Regions from separate parts of the Mus musculus genome. Here regions 2 and 3 are each linked to region 1. A link is a contact called in public promoter capture Hi-C data. All regions are on one chromosome and are shown on one strand. Each heading gives the region's core, a stretch centred on a gene start, on an enhancer-like site or on the middle of the called end of the contact. The rest is flanking DNA. Distances are from core to core; before and after follow the strand shown. Region 1 overlaps Tmcc1 (transmembrane and coiled coil domains 1). Region 2 overlaps Tmcc1 (transmembrane and coiled coil domains 1). Region 3 overlaps Plxnd1 (plexin D1).

Region 1 (2,700 bases), core at 67-2,566:
GGTTTATATAGTGAGTTCCAGGATAACCAGGGCTACATGATAAGACCCTGTATTTAAAACATAATAATAATAAGGTAGATGCAGGGCTAAGGACATGGCTCAGTCTGTAAACCCTTCCCGAGAACAAGCTCAAGGATGTCCAGAACCCATATAAAAACCAGGGCAGTGGCACATTTGTAACCTCAGTGCTAGGGGGGAAGAGACAAGGATTCCTGGTGTTTGCTGGTCAGCCAATCTAACTTAAATCTGTGAGTTCCCAGTTTGGTGAAAGACACTAAAAGGTGGAGAACATTTGAGGAAGGTAACCAATGTCATTGACCTCTAACCTACACATTGACCTCTAACCTACACACACACACACACACACACACACACACACACACACACACACACGTATGCATAAATTTCTAATGTCCAAAAAGAAATGGGCTGTCACCACACTTCCCATGATATAGCAAGATTGTGAAAGGAACCAGGAGGAACCAGGAGGAACCCTGTATTCATAGTCTCCATAGACTCACCAAAAATAAAGTAGATAAGTTTTTTGTTTGAGACATTCTCATGTACACGAGGCTGATCTAAAATTCCATATGTAGCCAAGGGATGACCTTGAATTTCTGATCCTCTTGCCTCCGCTCCAGCGTTGGGATTAGAGGGTTACACCGCTATGCCTATTTATACTGTGCTGGGACTGATCCCAGAGTCATGTGAGTTCTAGGTGAGCACTCTCCCAGCTAAGCCATAGCTTCACCCACACACTCACATAACATTTTTGGTGAACTAAGAAATGGTATATGTGAAGTTGGGCAGATGTGAAAAGTGAAGTTATTAGGCATACCTTCAGTCCCACTGTGTGTGTGTGTGTGTGTGTGTGTGTGTGTGTGTGTGTGTGTGTATGTGTGTGTCCCCATTACCAAAGGCATATTTTCTGAATGTTCAACCTGCTCTGTATTAAAATGGCAGAGAGGGTTTGAAACTCCTCAGGTAGGTCACAGGGTCTAGAAACAGGAGGCTTCCAACCTCCTGTCCAGTCAGATTCAGGATGTTTGTGATATCAGTTGAATGAATCAATGGCTTCTTCAGATTCCTCACTTCCTTTTTAAAGAGAACTTTTTTCCTATCTTTTACTAGTGTGAGCTGTTTATGATCGGTGTTGAAGGTGTTTTTTATGTCATTGCTTAATTGGACTGGAGATAATCTCATGTGACAGCATGGAGCTCTTGTTTTGGAGTTGCCATTACTTTCTAGAACAGCCATTCTGTATAGCTGCCAACATGCCCTGGGTACTCTTGCTTCATATTGCAGTGATACTGCTTTGTCAGGGTAGAATTCAGCCTCACAGGGCTAGAGTCAGTCTGCTGACCTCATGCCACAGTACAGCATGTTCAAACCTGGGAGAAACCCAGGGGTTACTCGGCATATTCTTCCTCCTTCCTTACAAGCATGGAACCGTCACTGTCCTCGGAAACCGTATGTTGTATATGTGTGTGTATCTGTCTCTTTATAAATCTCCTCATTACTGTAGTTATACAGCTTTAAGTGGGGGGCTGGTTGCGGACACAGGAAACTGACCGAGCTGCTAGAACTTAGCACTTCTCAACAGCAAAGCTCAGCCAGGGCATGTGCTATTTTTAGACAGTGAATTTGAGATAATAGAGAATCCTGTTATGTTTTCTGTTTGTTTCACTCATAGCTATTCGGACTGAGTGCGAGGGGGTTTGTGTGGCTATGTAAGTCATGATTGGATCATACTAAAGTATCCAACACTCGGGTATGGGAGCCTGTTTCCATGCCGAATAGACGTTGTTTGGGGTGTTTCAGGGTAAAAAGTTACCAGAAAATAAGCATTCCCTTCAGTGAACAAAAGAGTTTCATTTGCCTTGACGGATTGGGAAAGGCTTGGGTTAAATGTGAAGATGCCAGGCATGCATAACAAATAGGAATTTGAGTTAAAGCCAGTTTGAAATATTTCTCACGTTCTTCTTTTAATAAAAGGATTCTTATCACTGAGCTACTTGTTTTCAGAGCTTTTCCTGTGACACAATGGTTTCCTGAATTATGAATTATGTACACCTCTGTTAATTTTCATCTTTTGATCAACACCACAGGACTGTGTAATGAACTAAACAGGAAGATGATCCAGCTTTATGCAACATCCCCCTATGTTCACATTTCATATTTAGTTCTGAATAGAAACTAGGCCATTAGATTGAATTTACTATGGGTCGATTTTATAAACACTACATAATACTTTATAGAACATGATTTTTTTTTTTAAAGCAAAACCAGTTCTTTAGAGGGACACACACACACAGTCTAAAATTAATACTGTTTGCTGGTGAGCAGTTGGACTTAAGCTCCAAACAGATTTTTTACTCTGGAGTTTGATACTTTAAATGCTGGCTTTATTAGCAGATTTGTGCCTGTGATCTGTACTCTCTTTTTCTGTTTGTTCTAATTCTTGAATCCTAAAACCTTGGCAGATCTTGTGTTTGTTCTGAAGTTATAAAAGGTCAGTTTGTTTATCAGTGTTTTATTAAGAATGCTAATACATGAGCGGGAGAGATGGCACAGTAGTAAGAGTGCTTACTCTTCCAAAGGACCCAAGTTTGGTTCTGAGCACTTACAGCAAGTGAATCTCAACTGCCTGTAACTCCAGAACTGGAGAACCTGGCACCTCTGGCCACGGTGGAAGTTGGG
Region 2 (3,041 bases), core at 105-2,604, 71 kb before region 1:
TCATCTTGAGTATGGTAATAGTAATGTTAATGCATTAAACTGTATGTGTGAAATCCATTAGTTTGTATAAATAAGTTAATACTTCAAAACTGTGAATGACAGGCTGGTTAGAATAGTTAGGAAAGGGAGAGGGAGAACGACAGGCTGGGTAGAATAGTTAGGAGAGAGAGAGGGAGAGAGAGAGGGAGAGGGAGAGAGGAGAGGTTTGTAGGTTTGTATATGTGTGTGAAGGGCTGAGGAGAGAATACAAGGGTATATATTGAGATCAAAGGACAACTTCCATATCAGTCTTTGTCTTCTACCTTTCTTTGAGAAAGGGTCTCTTTTCTGCTGTAACACCTGGCTGTACCAGGAGCTTCTAGGATGGCCTGCCATCTCCTGCCTGCCAATCTCAGGAGCACTGGGATTGCAGATACATAACAATATGCATCCAGCTTTTTTGTGGGTGCAAATTCAGGTCCTTGTGCTAATGGAACAAGCCATTGGGCCATTTCCTGAACCCCCACTTTTAAGTATAATCTTTATCTAATCCTTATTTAATTTTCTGTAAGTGTTTTTTTACTGCCATTGTTCTTTTCCTGTTAGATTTTTTTCAGGTTCTTGCATATGCTGTTTTATTTTGTTGGTAAGAATATGTTATTTTTATTAACAATGTGACTATAAAAAAAGGCTAACTTTAGTTGACACAATTTGGGGCTAAAATTTCTTTTTTAAAGAGATCTAAGTGTTGATTATATCCAATTTCTTTTTACATTTTTGTTTTCTTACTATACTTATTTACTTGGGAGAATGGGGTGGGGGCAGGGGGGAGTGTGCCATGGTGTTCATGTGGAAGTCATCTATTCTCTGTGGAGGTTGGTTTTCTCTTTTTCATCATATGAGATTAGGAGATTACACTCAGCTTGTTAGGCTTACTTGGCAGGAGCCTTTACCTGCTGAGCCATCATATCAGCCCATTGAAGCTAAAATTCTGTATATGCGTGCTTGTTGGAAAAGTTTTATTTTGGACATTTAGAATGTGCCACATTTGCTCTTGAAAGTATGTTTGCCTGAATGTTCTTGTCTTGGTACTGACCTCCACAGTTCACTGAGTGTGCAAATACAAGGTTTGCCCTCACAGATACTCTTTGGAGACATTTCTGTGGGAGACTCCTTATGTCATTTTCATCCTTGCCATAATGCCCTCTAATTTGTAATTTTTTTATGCTTCCTTCTCTTAAAAGTCATTAGCTATTTTTCTGCATAAGAAACTAGGCATAATTTCAAGGTTATTTTCTCTAACACTTCACAGACACTTAAGCTTTTTGGAGACATTTTTGTGGGATGACTCCTAATGTCATTACGGTCCTTGCCAAAATGCCCTGTAACCTCTAACTGTGAAAACTGAGGTTAACAAATGCTGTCTCAGTTCTCACACTGAGAGTTTACCTCCTTTTGTTGATATGAATGTGGCTAGTCTGTCTTCAGCTTTATAATCCTCCTGCCTCTGCTTCCTGAGTGCTGAAATTATAGATATTCACTACTGTTGGGTGATATACTACTACTGGGGATATGTGAATAAGCATCTCACTCCTGAACAGAGGAAGGATACTACTGAAGTCCATCCTAGTGAACCGGAATTTATTTGGGTTATATGCAGGGCAAGTATGCATGAGGAGTCACTTGCTTACAAGAGAAGAAATGATTCAGATACTGACATTACCAAAACCTACCCATGGGTGACAGTTCACAAAAACTGGAAACTTGGAATGGCATGCACAACCAGAGGGCAGTTCAACAAGGGTCTCTTTGGGTAGCTCATCTTGTCTGAGAGTATGATTCAGAAGTCCTTACTTCTTGTAAATGTGTGTGGTGGTGATGGGTGCCTAGTGAATCTTGTCAATTTCAGGAGCTTCCTGAAACCTCTGAGTTTCCCTGTAGTAGCTTTCCTTCCCATTTAGTGCACTTGTGCCTTAAGGATGCCTTCCCTCTATGATGGAATGTTACATTTCAAAAGAAATTGTTACACATTAGCCACCATGCCTAGATATTTGTCTTGAAAAGATTAATACTATTTATACTTTAATGATAGTGTTCATTTCAAAAAAGTATTTGAAGATTATAGACTGTGGAAAACTGGTGTCTTCCCTTTACCATGGGGATGAAAGAGAAGTTGTGGAAGTATCTGCCGCCGGGAAATGTTTTACATATTATCTATACCCTTTTTGTCTCTGATTTTTTTTCTTCTCTTAAATCACTGATACACACACACACATATATACTCATGAACTTAAAGCCTGACTTGCCATGTACCTTGGTTTCTGGACAAATAAGCTGGAAATGGGCCAGAAACTTCCTTCCTGCTGGCTATCCCTCATAGTATTGGAAGATGCATTGATGGAGAATTGTCAGTGAAAGTCTTATTCAAGTGTGTATCGTGTGTACAACAATACTGACCAGTCAGGCTGCAAGATGAGCTCATTGTTGCAGGGCTATTGTGAGGGTAACAAACTGCTTTCTGATTCAGTTGAATGCCTGTTTTATGGTTGGGAGATATCTCTGCCACTGTAAAATTGATGAAAATCCTGTGGCTGAGGTGAATTCTAAGCCCTAATGAGGAAGCAGATAGTGTTATTTTGCTAAATGACATAATGTGCCTGTCAAATTATGACATTAAAGTGAGTCCAGGATTGCCTTCTAAAGAACTATTTGTGCCTATACACTAGTGGTGATGTCAGTTTTGGTCAGAAAAGCTTTTTGCAGAAGTTGCTGGTAAGAGATTCACAAATGGCTAACCTACAGAGAATAAATGACTGTTGAATACCTAGTTATGAGTGGTAACTATATACAACCTCCAGGGCTCAGAAAATGTTGTGGGAAAAGGGGTGAGAAAAATGTAAGAGCCAGAGAAAAGTAGGGGGAGAGTGTAGAGTGCTGACTCCTGGGCATGCCATGGCATGGCTGCTTTTGAACTCACACAGTTGTGAGTACCTGTCAACACTGAGCCGTGGAAGGAGGATGATTTATACAGAATCAATAGTTCATGGAGATTCAATGGTATA
Region 3 (2,700 bases), core at 42-2,541, 110 kb after region 1:
ACGCTGACGCAGGTGAAGGAGAAGATCCTGGAAGCCTTCTGCAAGAACGTCCCCTACTCACAGTGGCCGCGGGCGGAGGACGTGGACCTTGGTGGGCAAGGGCGGGCACCATGCCTCGCAGCTGGCTGCTGCAGCCTCTTTCCTGTGTTAGTCAAGGCCCCAGGGCTCCCCTTGAGGAACAAACCCTTGTTCTGCAGCTGTGGGCAACAGCAAAAAGCAATCGAGAAACGCTTTCCAAAGAGGTCTTTCGGGTTGGGTTTTGAAGGATGCGTAGGAGTCGTGGTCAGACCGGTTACCAGAAACTGTTCCTAAAGTTCACCCTGAACTAGGCCCTGCCCTGTACTCTGGACAGTTAGGGTGAACAGCCGGGCTCCCAGGGGGCGTCGCTTGCTTCTGATTCTAGGAGAATGGGAAGTTTCTTTTACTGTGGTCCAGGCTAGTGGCTGCCCCTGGGGCCACCTCTTCTGTAGTCCTGATGCCCCTCTTCACCTCCAGAATGGTTTGCCTCGAGTACCCAGAGCTACGTCCTCCGGGACCTGGATGACACATCAGTGGTGGAGGACGGCCGTAAGAAACTGAACACACTGGCCCACTACAAGGTGCCTAAGCTGGCCCAGCCACCCTACCCCTCCCCTCTAACCTCATACGTCTAACCTCATCTCCTCTCCTCTGTCAGATACCTGAGGGCGCCTCCCTAGCCATGAGCCTCACAGACAAGAAGGACAGTACCCTGGGCAGAGGTATGGCTCATAGCTGGGGAGGTGACCCAAGCGTGATGTGAGGGCTCCCTTCTTGGGCCCTTTCAGAGCCGTGCTGGGTGGGGGGCAACTGAGTTTTGGAAAGGGGGTCCCCACCTCCATGCTGCTAGAGAAAAGCTGATTGCTTCCAGCAGCTACAGCAAGGCCCCAGGAGGGCACGTGCCCTTCCAAGAGGCCTGGGCCGTGGCCAGGTCTGAGCTGGTTACATGACCTGTGGGCTCTAGGCCACACCCCTGCCTCCAAATCTAGACCATGTCCTTACAGGCCCTAGGCCCAGATCCATGAGGGTCCCAGGGTCCATCCTGAAGTAGAACGCCAGATCTTGGCTCTCCCCCAGTCTTCCCCTCTCGCCATCCCCCTCGGGTTACCTTCCCAACCCCCCTCATTTGTTTATCCTGTGTTTCCCTTTTGCAGTGAAAGACTTGGACACAGAAAAGTATTTCCATTTGGTGAGTGCCCAGCCTCAGGCCCTGGGGAGCAGGCTTTGCTGGGCGGGGCTTTGGCTCTCTGACTCCCTGAGCCTCCAGGAAAGAGCTCCTAGGCCCTGGGAAAAGCCAGAGTGGGTGAGGGAGCAGGGATGGGCCGGGTGCTGGGTAACACAGGGCAGACTTCCGTGGGAGGATTGAGGAGGGTGCCGTTGGGGACCAACCCTGCCCACCTTGCAGGTGCTACCTACGGATGAGCTGGTAGAGCCTAAGAAATCTCACCGGCAGAGCCACCGCAAGAAAGTATTGCCAGAGATCTACCTGACCCGCCTGCTGTCCACCAAGGTGGGCCCAGCCTCCATGTCCACCCCGTAGGGGAATAAAGGGGTCCCCGTGCTCCAAGAAGAAGTCCGTGTTCTTCCTGCCACCCAGTAGGCAGCAGAGGACCCAGGGTTACTTCCGTGGCCTCAAGTCACAAGACTCAGACCTACACCCAGAGGCCACATTCTGAGCCCTACCTCCCTGCTACCCAGGTCCTCCTCTCCCCCGCTCCAAGAAAGCATCATTGACAACTCAGTCAGGAATCTTGAGGCTCAGAGATGTTCAGAGGCTGGGCTAATGATGTCCCACATCTTCCCTGCAGGGCACGCTGCAGAAGTTCCTAGATGACCTGTTCAAGGCTATCCTGAGCATCCGAGAGGACAAGCCCCCGCTGGCTGTCAAGTATTTCTTTGACTTCCTAGAGGAACAGGCGGAGAAGAGAGGCATCTCCGACCCTGACACCCTGCATATCTGGAAGACCAACAGGTGGTGGCCGAGGAATGGGGTTGCACGGGGGTGAGGGGGGGGGCGCCAATGGGGTTAGAGCACCAATGGTATCATGGCATCAGGGCAGCCAAAGCACCAGGGCAGATGAGGGCAGAGCCTGGCCTGAATGCTTCCTGTCTTGAATCAGCTTCTATTTGGCCATTTCCCCACTGTGTGGTCTCCGGTGAGAGACTTAGCTCTGGTGCTGCAGTGTCCCCTCTGTGAAACCAGAAAGCATCATATAAGCTTGCCTTTGCTCACCGCTAATGCCCCATCATACAGAGAGAAGCGAAGGCCCACAGAGCAGCAGTCACCCAGGCCCAAGGGCACACACTGGGAAGTGGCAGTGCACATTGGCTGTGACTCCCACACCTAATATGTAGCTTCCTTTGAGGCCCCTTCTTCGCTTTCTGGGGTCATATACTACCCCGCCAAGAAGGTCCCAGAACTCTTAGCCTGGCCCTCAGAGAAATGCCTGTGCAAATTCAGTTGCAGTTTCTCTCTGCTCGGGGTGGGGCTGGGCAGGCAGGCACCCCAGGCTCTGCAGGGCTGAGCAGGGGCTTGTCCCCAACCCTCTCTGGCCTCCCAAGGACAGTCAGCCCTGCCTTCTTCGTGCAAGGCCGGGTGGGGGAGGAGTGTGGATACAGGCAGCAGGGTGGGGGCTTCTAATGAGAACCAGGAGTCTCGTGTGCGTGCAAAGGAGAGGAAGG

The links. Capture Hi-C pulls out chosen DNA fragments and counts their contacts.
Region 2: a promoter capture Hi-C map of liver shows a contact between it and region 1. The contact joins two enhancer-like sites. A contact is called at or near these places in 3 of 484 Hi-C or Micro-C datasets (muscle stem cells and neutrophils), 3 of 115 datasets of contacts at active chromatin or transcription factors (bone marrow-derived macrophages, embryonic stem cells and heart atrium) and 3 of 9 other capture datasets (adipose tissue, liver and pancreatic islet).
Region 3: a contact with region 1 is called in a promoter capture Hi-C map of adipose tissue. The contact joins two enhancer-like sites. A contact is called at or near these places in 1 of 484 Hi-C or Micro-C datasets (nephron progenitors) and 3 of 9 other capture datasets (adipose tissue, liver and pancreatic islet).

What each region holds. Positions count from the first base shown.
Region 1 is chr6:116,071,782-116,074,481 of GRCm38.p6, reverse strand. The region is part of intron 3 of Tmcc1 (transmembrane and coiled coil domains 1); the gene reads left to right. Among named protein-coding and RNA genes, the nearest start is that of Plxnd1, 78 kb to the right of the region's middle. Within about 2 kb of position 1,316, at least 96 of the 459 cell types and tissues checked have an H3K27ac peak or open chromatin away from gene starts, as enhancers often do. A contact at or near this core is called in adipose tissue, bone marrow-derived macrophages, liver and 1 more, where this site is marked.
Region 2 is chr6:116,142,049-116,145,089 of GRCm38.p6, reverse strand. All of the region lies in intron 1 of Tmcc1 (transmembrane and coiled coil domains 1), which reads left to right. Among named protein-coding and RNA genes, the nearest start is that of Tmcc1, 50 kb to the left of the region's middle. Within about 2 kb of position 1,354, at least 26 of the 459 cell types and tissues checked have an H3K27ac peak or open chromatin away from gene starts, as enhancers often do. A contact at or near this core is called in bone marrow-derived macrophages, liver and muscle stem cells, where this site is marked.
Region 3 is chr6:115,957,817-115,960,516 of GRCm38.p6, reverse strand. Plxnd1 (plexin D1) reads left to right here. Exons shown (of 36, transcript NM_026376.3): 27 at 1-91; 28 at 496-599; 29 at 677-740; 30 at 1,173-1,207; 31 at 1,424-1,528; 32 at 1,827-1,990. Among named protein-coding and RNA genes, the nearest start is that of H1f8, 14 kb to the right of the region's middle. Within about 2 kb of position 1,291, at least 45 of the 459 cell types and tissues checked have an H3K27ac peak or open chromatin away from gene starts, as enhancers often do. A contact at or near this core is called in adipose tissue, where this site is marked.